Regions from separate parts of the Pan troglodytes genome. Here region 1 is linked to region 2. A link is a contact called in public Hi-C data. All regions are on one chromosome and are shown on one strand. The core of a region is the stretch at or near the end of the contact, and the rest is flanking DNA. Distances in the headings are between cores, read along the strand shown. Region 1 overlaps NEDD4L (NEDD4 like E3 ubiquitin protein ligase). Region 2 overlaps NEDD4L (NEDD4 like E3 ubiquitin protein ligase).

What was found. Hi-C and Micro-C count contacts between places; a contact is called where the count stands out from the background.
Region 1: a contact with region 2 is called in a Hi-C map of stem cell-derived neural progenitor cells, with 4 times the contacts expected there. The contact joins two enhancer-like sites. A contact is called at or near these places in 2 of 7 Hi-C or Micro-C datasets (blood and stem cell-derived neural progenitor cells).

What each region holds. Positions count from the first base shown.
Region 1 is chr17:68,380,687-68,383,386 of NHGRI_mPanTro3-v2.0_pri, reverse strand. NEDD4L (NEDD4 like E3 ubiquitin protein ligase) reads right to left here. Exons shown (of 31, transcript XM_001140979.7): 6 at 1,113-1,163. Among named protein-coding and RNA genes, the nearest start is that of MIR122, 130 kb to the left of the region's middle. Within about 2 kb of position 1,331, at least 6 of the 24 cell types and tissues checked have an H3K27ac peak or open chromatin away from gene starts, as enhancers often do. A contact at or near this core is called in stem cell-derived neural progenitor cells, where this site is marked.
Region 2 is chr17:68,198,390-68,201,089 of NHGRI_mPanTro3-v2.0_pri, reverse strand. All of the region lies in intron 1 of NEDD4L (NEDD4 like E3 ubiquitin protein ligase), which reads right to left. Among named protein-coding and RNA genes, the nearest start is that of NEDD4L, 96 kb to the right of the region's middle. Within about 2 kb of position 1,394, at least 2 of the 24 cell types and tissues checked have an H3K27ac peak or open chromatin away from gene starts, as enhancers often do. A contact at or near this core is called in stem cell-derived neural progenitor cells, where this site is marked.

The DNA of each region.
Region 1 (2,700 bases), core at 82-2,581, 180 kb before region 2:
TATTTTAAGAATATCACTTTCACTTCCAGTCCTTTGGAACCTTGCAACTTTCTTCCTTAACAGCTCCCCTGAGTGAGTAAGAGTAAATTACTTGCTATCACCTTCCTTCACAACACATCTTCAAAGCTTACTTGGTATTTAACATATGGAAACAGCCATAATTTCCACACAGCAGGAAGCTTATGCTAGGGGGTTAAGTCACTTTACTTTATAGACTATTTATGCTACTTGCTCACACAAAGCATTTAAAAAAATAACACAATGCCCTTGTAAGGCAGAAACATTCGCCTTTCCTCTCTCAGCTGCTACTTCTATCACGTCGTCGTGCTGCCCAGGGAAGAAGGCCAGGAGGAAGGCTGGGACAAGCCGGAAAACTGAAGCTGGAATAGGAGATGGGGATCCACCTTTCTCAAGGCCTCCAGGTCCCAACTACACATTCTGTCTGCCCTGCCTCCTGTTTCGGGTGTCAGCCCTAATACCCGTCACTAGTCAACAGCCTCGACTGCTCCGCTACTTTGAGCAGAGAGAAATGGCAGCGCCACACATGCTAACTCAGTGCGTGTTCCAGCGAGGGTGGGTGTTCCCAGCTGACAAGTTCACTCAGAATGAACAGGCTCTTCTTTTGTCACCATGCTGACTGAGAAAGCCAGACACCAAAATCTGGGAAATGCTATTATAGTTTGTGTAGAGGTATCCAAGAGAAATGGCATGTGCGGTTCCAGACAAAGAGTGCAAACATCTGATGGGACCCGGAGGATGCATTAGGAAGCAGAGACAGTAAGTGACAAGAAGGGAGGCCTGAGTGAAGGAGGTGTCTGTTTTGTAAGATGTGATACACAAAGGTGGAGCAGCTGAAGTGCAGAAAAGAGAGGGAGCTGGTGGATGGGAACGCAAGCGCACGACTCAGGCACCCTTGACTACTCTTACAGCCAGCTTCTCCTCCATCCCCTTGAAAGGACCACTTTCCAGAAAGGACTAAGGCCACAGCACACATGCTTCATTTCAGCCTTCTCCACCGTGGTGAAGAAATGCCACTCTGAAAATATGCTGACTACAGACAATTAGAAACCCCCGCCCCCAGCACGAAGCATCAAACATGAGACTGTCCTTACCGGAAGGTGACTAAGGGGCACGTCCACCTGGCCCAGGAAGTCGTCTCGTGTCTGTTAGGAAGAGAACAAAGAGTTAGTGTTTCCATTTCTTCACTGAGCGTCAGCATTTCCTAAAAATGTTTTATCATGAATAGAGACAAAGGTCCAGGGCCTGGCACTGGAATGTGGAGGGCGGAAGGCCCCGAGGAGACACGAGTAACCACACCCCGGGAGACCAGGAGCCCGTGCGCCTGGACTGAGCTGGCTGAGATTCTGTCTGGTGTCTGCTACCAAGCACAATGCTATGGAAGCCTCTGTAGAAGCTGGGAGAACATGATCAGTCAGGGAAGAGACAGGCAGGGTTTGAGGGCACAGCTGGGCCCAGCTGAAAGAGAAGATGGCAAACAAATGCTGGGAACATTTTAATAAGTGTTTACTGATCCAATGCTAAAAACTAAAGAGCTTCTTGAGAGCTGAGAGCCAATGGAAAAAGTATATGGCCTAGTTAACAATGCATCTTACAAACTGCATCTCACAAAAAAATACACACTTTTTAAATCCAGTAAGTACATTGTTTTTTTTAATCTAGTAAGTGCACTGCTTCAGAATCCACGTATATGGATCAGGTCCTGCTAATTTCTGGACACACCATGCCTCTCCCTCTCCACATCTACCATACTGCACGTATCTCTCCCGACTTCAAAGAGGCCCAGGTGAAAATCATTTGGAGACACGCACCAGTCCCCTCTAAGGCTCTGGGAGTCATCTGGGAAGTCATGATTCAGCTCCACAGGTCACTGGCCTGGACCACACGGTGTCCGATAGACCACAGTCACACTATATCCCTCAGTTACGGTGCTTGTGGCATGGCCTCTGACGTTTAGATGACCCGAGAAGCAAACTGGAACACAATGACTATTTGCCGCTCTCATATAAAAATATGCAGTTGGTTCCACCACATTCAAAATGCGTAAAAGCTGGGCAGTTCTTTAGATATGATGAGACCAGCCCCATAGCCAGCTTCAGCCACCTAAGAAGGAATCCAGCCTACCTGGTGCTGAATGCTGGCCTCTTATTTCTACTCTGCTAGTTTACAGAGAAAGTTTCTAATTCACATATGCTATTTTTCAAGTGTACTTGAAAAACATTCTCTTCTTCCATTTAAAAGGAAGCAGCAGGTAAATATGAATGAGATTTATTGAAATGACTTGCTCCAAGCATAGCAATTCCTTTTAGATAATTGAAAAAATTTGATGAACTGGAAAGCCATCTGTCTCCTCTAAACAATCCATACTGGATAATAAAAAAATCAAAGTTACCACGGTTTGGGTATGCATGAAGAATGAGACTAACCCCAATCCTTTTGATGAGATTTTCATTTCTTTTACTTTCTTAGCTGTATCTGCTACAACTCAACGTGGAGACGCCTCATCTAGCATAGAGCGGTAAGAGGAGGTGCCCATAGATTCTGTATGTCTTACCAAGAGCAGCAGTCAGCAGAAGGCCTTGAGAATAATGACAGCCTTGCTATCCAGCTCACAGACCTAATCACGCTGCCCCAGTGACTCACACCAATGACAGTTACACAAGGAGTTAGGCAGTGTGCCTG
Region 2 (2,700 bases), core at 145-2,644:
GAATGCAAGAGCTGAGCCAGGCTTATGAACCACAGGCATGGATTCTAAGATTATTTCCCATTTTTAACTTGAAATGTAGAAATTGGAGACAGGCAAGGGATACTTTTCAAATATTCCTTTTAGCTACATTCAATGTAAATGAGATGCATGCACATATATAATACATGCATTCTTAACACTAGTCACATAACATATACGTACATGAAAATATTCATGACACTAGAGGGAAAAACAGAACTTCTTCATATGAATGATGAATTCCTGATTGTTTGTACACAATCCTGTACACAATCAGGAATTCAAAGCCTGCTTTCAGAATAGGAGTAGGAACGACTAGACCAGAGTAAACCATCAACACATAAAGTTTTTTTAAAAAAAAACAAAAAAACCCAAAAAATTGTCTTTCAAAGGAGTCAACATTTTGCCTTATTTCCATCCCAGCCCTGGTGATTAAAGGAATTTTGTTTGATTTTATTCTGTAACTCAAAATGACTTTTTTAAAATGTCATCCTAACAAACCATATTTGCCTGTCTGCAGTAACACTGTAGCAAGAGTTCATATTTTCTCTAATCTGAATAACTTATATTGTGTTACCCCATAGTTGCCTTGTGTAGGGACAATAAAAGGTGCTTTATCTACCACATCCCCCGCCAGGTAATGACCTCCAACACCAGTAAGGAGGGAGCTCTCCAACCCTGCTGATGGTTAACACGAACCAGGGCAGCCACCCCGTGCTGGGTGCCCATGGCGTGGCCAGCCCAGTGGAGCCACATCAGGAAGGTGTTATTAATATTATCCTCCCCTCCACCTGAGGACACTAAAACTCAGAGAAGAGAAACAGGCCTGGCGCTGGCTTCTGAATGGAGAGCTGGGTCTCAAACCCACGTCTGTCAACTCACAAAACCCCACCATCCCCCATCACTCTTATCAGAACCATATTATCGACAACGTGATAGTTATCGGAGCATAATGAAATCCGCAATGCTTCCTCTAAGGCCTCTGATAATCTCAGAAAAATGAGCAACAACTCGGAGCAAATGCCACAAGGCCACTCCACTGGCTTTACCTCCAGCAGAGCCATAAGAGTGGCCAAGGCCGACACAAAGGTTTAATTCAGCAGCAGAACTCTGCTACCAACAGGACAGATGACACCAGAAAGGCACTCCTCCTCTGAGAGAAACACTGAAAATACACCACGTTATGGAAAGGAATCCTCCACTCAGAAATGGACAAAAGAATCCACTCATTACTACAAAGGAAGCAACCTGACTGGCATTTTCACAGCAGGCAGCACCAGTCTACATTTTTATAAAATGACAAGGGGACACACTATGTATTTCCTCGTGCTGGTGGCCCTTTGTGGGGCAAACAGAGGGCTAATCCTCCACTCAGAAATGGACAAAAGAATCCACTGATTACTATGAAGGAAGCAACCTGACTGGCATTTTCACAGCAGGCAGCACCAGTCTACATTTTTATAAAATGACAAGGGAACACATTATGTATTTCCTTGTGCTAGTGGCCCTTTGCGGGACAAACAGAGGGCTTCTATAAAGCTTAGGAAGTATGATTTTAATCACCGGGCAAATTCATAGGTGGAGGCTTGAGCATTTCCTTTATGTCTGTACCAGAATTTCCCAGGTATACACTCCCCAGCATGTCATCAGCCCAGCAGCTGCAAGACTGCACGCTCTGTCCTTAGCTAGATCAGGGCCCTCTGGGACTAGGTATAGGTATGTCATTGCTCCAGTCCCCTTCTGGATGTTCCAAATCTAGTCCAGGCCACAACACCTCTCCCCTGGATTCCCTGGGAAGCCCCCTAAATTTGGGTCCCTGCCTCTATTCTTGACCCTTCCAGTACAATGAGCACTGAACCAATGTCCATCAGCAATGCAAGCAAAATATAAATCTGATCAGGTCACATCCCTGCCTGAAATGCTAAGTCTAGGAGCCTTAACATAACCTACAAAGCCCCCATCTCACCTGCCTGACTCATCATCCTCACCTCTCTCCACTCCTGCCTGCCCCCACCTGCTCAGCTGTAGCCACCCTCCCCTTTTAGGGGGTTCTACGGTGGTTTCCTGAGCTTCCTCCCTTTGGGAGGTTAGCAAGGATGAACACAGCTGATCCGAAGTCAGGCTCCTCAGGCACAGCTGCCTCTGCTCGGCCAGATTTCTATGGCTCTACCAGAATGAAGAGTGACTTTCGTTGTAATCATGTAACACAGACAAAAGACATCCTCCACCCTTCTTCTGTCCCTAACCACCAACACTGGAGTTAGGGGATTGTCAATTTTTACTTTGCTTTTTTCTGTATTTTGTTTGGTTATTTTTAACAAACACGCATTATTTTAAATATATTTTTCTGATTACAGAGTTGATAGAATGTTGATAGGATTATCAACATTCCTAATAATCCTAAAGTTGATAGGATTATCTTGATTGTATCAGCCCATTTTTTCCCTGCCAGCAAAACAGAGTTTTGGTTCATTAAGTATTACGTCTCCCAAAATATGTAACTGAGGGTACTGACAGAAATGTATCTGAGGGTCTCCTGTATGGGGCAGGGGTGGGGGGAGGGGTTGGGAGGGAAGAGACAGATAATAAGGAATCCTATTGTGGCCAAATTATCCTCTCCTCCCCAGTCCAGCCCTAGACTATGCATGCAGTCAAAGACTATAGAAAACAATCTCTCGGTTT